Linked DNA regions of Mus musculus: region 2 is linked to region 1. A link is a contact called in public HiChIP or PLAC-seq data. All regions are on one chromosome and are shown on one strand. Each heading gives the region's core, a stretch centred on a gene start, on an enhancer-like site or on the middle of the called end of the contact. The rest is flanking DNA. Distances are from core to core; before and after follow the strand shown.

The links. HiChIP or PLAC-seq counts read pairs in DNA pulled down with a chosen protein or histone mark.
Region 2: an H3K27ac HiChIP or PLAC-seq map of T-cell acute lymphoblastic leukemia shows a contact between it and region 1, with 7 times the contacts expected there. The contact joins two enhancer-like sites. A contact is called at or near these places in 5 of 39 promoter capture datasets (cranial neural crest, frontonasal cranial neural crest, maxillary cranial neural crest and 2 more) and 2 of 115 datasets of contacts at active chromatin or transcription factors (T-cell acute lymphoblastic leukemia and large pre-B cells).

What each region holds. Positions count from the first base shown.
Region 1 is chr16:51,342,593-51,345,780 of GRCm38.p6, reverse strand. No RefSeq gene overlaps it. Among named protein-coding and RNA genes, the nearest start is that of Gm32431, 290 kb to the right of the region's middle. Within about 2 kb of position 1,475, at least 4 of the 459 cell types and tissues checked have an H3K27ac peak or open chromatin away from gene starts, as enhancers often do. A contact at or near this core is called in T-cell acute lymphoblastic leukemia, where this site is marked.
Region 2 is chr16:52,094,621-52,097,521 of GRCm38.p6, reverse strand. All of the region lies in intron 3 of Cblb (Casitas B-lineage lymphoma b), which reads right to left. Among named protein-coding and RNA genes, the nearest start is that of Gm23513, 9.1 kb to the left of the region's middle. Within about 2 kb of position 1,556, at least 105 of the 459 cell types and tissues checked have an H3K27ac peak or open chromatin away from gene starts, as enhancers often do. A contact at or near this core is called in T-cell acute lymphoblastic leukemia, where this site is marked.

The DNA.
Region 1 (3,188 bases), core at 226-2,725:
ATTTATGTGACAAAAATATAGTCTTTTTCCCCTATCCATTAAACCTACCACAATATTCATTGCGACACTGTACATATAGAAGGTATCCTTAACTTTTGCTGAAATGGGCTGCTGATTTGCTGTGTGTACCCACTTTTTGTCACCAGCAGACTGACACAGGAATAAATGATAATCATAGGAAACTCCAAGTAGCATGTTTAATATTTCATATTCATCTCAATATAACAAAAGGTACAAGACTCACCAGCATTACCTGATGCTTCAAGACTCCTCCCTTTAGCTTCAAATTAGCTTTTCTCCAGGAAGGCATTTCCTTAGCTTAGTGTTTTTTGAGATGTTTGGACCCTATTTTTACAGTAAATTCTGCTACTTACAAAACTGAATAAGATAGCCTACAGTTAAAGTATATGCTGCTAAGTTAACAGTGTCCTGAACCAGAAACCCCACGTTTTGTGCTGTAATGCTAACTAATGAAGTGACAACAGTGGCACTATCACGTCTGTGATAAAAAGTTCGCTTCCCTAAAGTTCTCCAGTTCTATGAAGCTGTGGAGTCAGGAGGAAAAGATGAAGTCTGACATCAGCGTGACTGTAGCCGACTGTTGTCTGACCTGGAATAGCTGCAGCATTACTGCCATCTTCTTGAAGAGAACTACTTCAAAGTCGAATTTGATATCAAATGACACGATGTGTTCTCTGAAACCCCAGATTCCAAGCAGCCAAACATTCCTGAAGCAATGTGCCTTCCTGCAAAATTCAGCTAACCTGACCAGAAGACTGAAAAGCACCAGTTTGTCCACATGCACAGTGATTTTTGAAAGCAGGAAAGTTAAAAGAGAATCATAGGAAATACAGTCACATTTTTAACTTATGAGATAGTAAAGAGCATACATGTTTAACAAAATCATGCATATGCTTCTTGAACATAGACATATGTGAAGGAACTGGGATGTTAGATTTATATGCATACAGTTATATAGCCTACTTTAGTGAACATAGACATATGTGAAGGAACTGGGATGTTGGATTTATATGCATACAGTTATATAACCTACTTTAGTGAACATAGACATATGTGAAGGAACTGGGATGTTAGATTTATATGCATACAGTTATATAACCTACTTTAGTGCAATTCAAGCCCAGAGAAGAAGGAAGCAGAGTAACCTGAAAATGTTATCATTACTTATAAACCTGTCTTGTATTGTTTTCTCTTTGTGATTGCATGTGTATGTGTTTGTGCATGTACAAGAGCATTCATACGTGCTTATATGCATGTGTTTCTCTGTGCACATAATATAGAGACCGGAGGTTAGAATCAGGTGTTTTGCTCAATCTCCAGATAATTGCTTGAAATTTTCCTGAATGCATGTAATGCATTTTGATCAAATCTTCCCCCACCTCTTCCCTCCAGCTCCTTCCTGTACGCCCTTACCTCCCCCCACCTCTTCCCTCCAGCTCCTTCCTGTACACCCTCACCTCCCCCTACCTCTTCCCTCCAGCTCCTTCCTGTATGCACTCACCTCCCCCCACCTCTTCCCTCCAGCTCCTTCCTGTATGCCCTCACCTCCCCCCACCTCTTCCCTCCAGCTCCTTCCTGTATGCCCTCACCTCCCCCCACCTCTTCCCTCCAGCTCCTTCCTGTATGCCCTCACCTCCCCCCAACTCTTCCCTCCAGCTCCTTCCTGTATGCCCTCACCTCCCCCCCACCTCTTCCCTCCAGCTCCTTCCTGTATGCCCTCACCTCCCCCCCCCCACATTTCCCTTCCAATTCCTTGTACTGTTTTGTAATGAGTTCATTTGTAGCCATCTATATGTGAATGGGTGGAGAACCATACTGGAATTTGGGTAGCCTTTCAAGGACTGCATATCTGAATAAAACTCCCTCTTCTTTCCCAGCAGCCATAAGTGGCCAATAGCTCCCTGGCTAATGGTAGAACTGAGGAGGGCCTCCTCCATCAATGCTGGCAAGTTGGTTTTATCTTGAATAGGTCTTGCAGCCCAGTGCCTTGAAATGTAGCTGGAAATCCAAACACTATTATTGTGTGCATCACATGAGCATGTAATCCAGCTAAGGGTCTGAGGGTGTTCACACACACACACACACACACACACACACACACACACACCTATATAACACAGCCAGAGCCAGTTGTCTCCTCGGCAGAGTAAAATAATTTGATATTTCTCAAATTTATGTATGTATAAACATCAAGTTGGGAGTTTACGTATTTATTCTTACAAGCCACCACTAGAAATTAGGATTTAGGAAACCTGTGTTAATTGAAAGGATCTTCATATTTTAATCGTTTTCTGGCTAGCTTGTCATAGAAACCCAGATGCTCTCTTTTAAGAAATGCCACATGACTTATTATTTGGTTGAGAGAGGGGACAGTATGAATCGTTTGTATTGTTAGGCTGCCCTCTTTCAGCTCAATATCATCCACTTTTTGGTGGACCTCTAATTAATTCCTGGCATCATCCACAACTTCTATTTCTACATAGTCACCATCACATGCAAATGTACTAGGAGAAGAAAAAAAAAACGTATAGTACAACCAAATTTGCCTCTTTGTCTCATCCCTTCATCTACGAGACACCCTTCATAAGGCTCTGGAATTCTAAGAGAGTTCACCAAAAACTAACAACTTAAGATTGACAGATTTCAAGCTGTAATACTGAGCAATAGTAATAAAAACCATATGCTATTGGCATAAAAACAGACAAGTTGGTCAATGGAATTGAATCCAGGACCCAGAAGTAAACCCATACATATGGACAATTGATTTTTTTTTTAAAAGAAGCCCAAATTATGCAGTGGTAAAAAGAAAACATCTTCTTCTACAAATGGTTCTGGCTTAATAGGATGTCTGCATGCAGAAGAATGCAAATAGATCCACATCTATCACCCTGCACCAAACTCATGTCCACGTGTTTCAAAGACCTCAACATAAAACAAGATACACTAAATCTGATAAGGGGAGAAAGTGGAGAATAGCCTTGAACACATCGACACTAGTAGTTTAAGCATTAGGGTCAAAAATTAATAAATGGAACCTCATGAAACAGAAAGCTTCTGTAAGGCAAAGGATGCTGTCAAAAGGACAAAACATGAGCCTACAGAATGGGAAAAGATCTTCACCAACCCTAAATCTAACAGAGGGCTAGTATCCAAAATATGTAAAGAAC
Region 2 (2,901 bases), core at 307-2,806, 750 kb before region 1:
CCAGTGACGGGTCCAAGTATGGACCTATCCCAGGGGTCAGCTCCGGGGCCTGACACTATTACTGATGCTGTGGTGTGATTACAGATGGAAGCTAAGCATGGCAGCCCTTTGAGAGGCCCAACAAGTAGCTGACTTGAGCGAGAGGAAAATACTTGCACCCAATCGATGGTCTGAAGACTGGGACCCCTGTGGTTGAATTAGAGAAAGGCTGGAAGACTCCGAGGAGGAAGTTTACCCCATAGGAAGACCAGCAGTCTCAACTAATCAGTATCTCTCAGATACTGAGCCACCAACCAGGCAGCATACACTAGCTGGCCCAATGCCCCTGACACATATACAGCGGAGAACTGCCTGGTCTGGCCTCAGTAAGGGAAGACATGCCTAGCCCTTGAGAGATTTGGGGACCCAGGAAATGAGGAGACCTGGTGGGGTGTGGGGGAATGTGGGGGTGTGGGGACATCGTCTTGGAGATGGGCGAGGAGGAATGAGATGAGGAACTGTTGGAGGGTGGCAGAACGGGAGAGGAACAGAGACTAGACTATGAGGAAATATTAAATGTAATAGTAATAATAAATAATAAATATTCTCCCCACCTCAACACAGGCTTATGCTTCCTTGTCTAAAATCTTACCTTAGAAAAATGTCAGTTCTCTGTACATTCAGACTGGTGAACCATGCTTAGAAATTGTGATCTATGAACATGGAAGGCCACTCACCCTGGATCCCTTTATTCATTCAATAGATATTCGTTGAGAACTTGCTGGAGCCTGTTTCTACTCTACACCACTGCCACAGAGGGTGAAAGCTACCAGTCTCCCTGCTGACTGATCTACAGTCTAATAACTACTGGGAGAGCAAAACATACAACTCCGACTCACTGGGCTGCAGTTAGGGTGCTTCTGGACTACAGGAGGTCAAGGAGAGCCTGCTGCGCCCTGAAGCCTTTCTGACAGGGTTAGGAAGGCAGAAGAGAGGGAGAACATGACACATGAAAGCTGACAGTTCAGCAAAGAGAAAAAGCTTGCAGGAGTAGATGAGGCTGAGGATACAGCAGGTTTTGGAGCAGAAGTGACAGGCATGAAGGGACAAGGCTGGTAAAGCAGGAAGACCACACAACAGAAATAAAGTCATCTCTCCACCCAGGCCTGTCCATCTTCTCACCCAACAGTAGCTTGGAGCATCATCTGCAAATGTCACTGGGATTCCAGCAGTGAGGCGTGCATGGTCAGGGGCTAAGAAGGGACTTGCAGAAATTACTTCCATCCATTGTTTCACAACTAAGACCTTAATGACAAGGAACCCTTGGATCTTTATGCACACCTACCAACTTTGTTGAAGAAGCTTTCTAAAGTTTTAGATTGTAGATGGATTTTGAGGGGGAACACAAAGCAAACCTCCGTGTCTCTGCTAGAACTCATTCTACAGTTAACAGACCAAGAAAGCAAGCAGATGAAAACAGTAACACACAGAGAGAGGCACACAGAGCAGGTGTTCTGCCTTGAAGACGTTCAGCCCAAGGTGTTATCACCATCTTAAAGAGCCTGAGATAACACCACCACCACCCCATTCCCAATATACTTCTGAAAAGATGTGTCTTCATTTCAGATACCACAGTAATTCTCTCAGTTCCAGTTATGAGTCAACAGACAAACATCTAGTGTGGTGAAGAAATCCTTTTCTTCATGACTGAAAATAGAATACTCGGCTGAACACAATCAAGTGCAAACACACAAGAGCAGCCTATCACGTACCCTTGGAGAGGCTCCAGGCAGGGAATGTCTTCTAAGCTCTCAAGTACACACCCAGCCTAACTCTCTAAGTTATGGTCTAGATTGTTCTTTAAAAAACAGAATGTAGCTGAGTATTGTAGTGTTTCACTAAGAGTTTTGTGTCTCCTATATACAGTTCTTGTGTCACTCTATAGCACAAAACTCCAATTTCTAGACGGCTGTTGATTGTCTTGTATGGAAGTGTAGTGCTGGCATGCGCCTGCACTAGTGTGCAACCAGAAAGGACAGGAAGTGTGCTTGTTGCATCTAAATTTTCCTCACCAAGGTCGAGCTTCATCAGTGTTCTTCCAATAAGACAACTAATGCTTACCACAGAGAATGACATATGTCATCATTTAGAAACCATTGTACACCAAGGGAGAAAGAAGGGACGCTAAACACTGCAGTGTGGATATTGCTTCAATAAATGTCTGACAATACTGCTCAACACTGGGTGCCCAGGCCAGCAATATCCCCAGCAGTTCAGAGCTACAGACATGCAGAGTCTGAGGCCCCACCTCAAAGCTACTAAGTCAGGGCGCGGATTTAATACGATAAGTCTGACATCGGAAAAATCACTGGTTAGACAGGAAGTCAAAAGAATTTACAATTTTCACTTAAATCTTTCATTTTCTATCATTCTTCTTGTAAGACTGCATATAAAGTAGCCTCAGGTCTAAGACCCTGAAGATATGTGAGAGGTTTCATTTGGCCCTCCTTCACTCCACAGCTATCAGCCCCTTGGTGACACGGCCAGCAGGCTAGAAGCCCAATCACATCACCCGTGGGCGGTAACACGGTTGTTCTACAGTGTGTTAGTTTCAACTTGGGACTTCAAGGGCAAGGCTTACAGAACTTTCATTTGTCACCCCTCTTGCTCAATCGCCAGAGAGACTCACCACAGGACTTGAAGGCCTTGTCCTGGGACAGTCTGTACTTTTTACTTTTGTAAATACCAGCATCAGATGGCTGATCCCCAAATCACCACACCCCAGTTTAATCCTGTAAGTCTCTGCTGGGTGATACTTCAGAACCTTCTGATAAAATACCATTGTGGGATGTCAGAGAAAGGACTGGGAAATGTCTAGCTTCTCTCCGACTGGCAGAGGGCATGCATTCCTGCTCTGGGGTT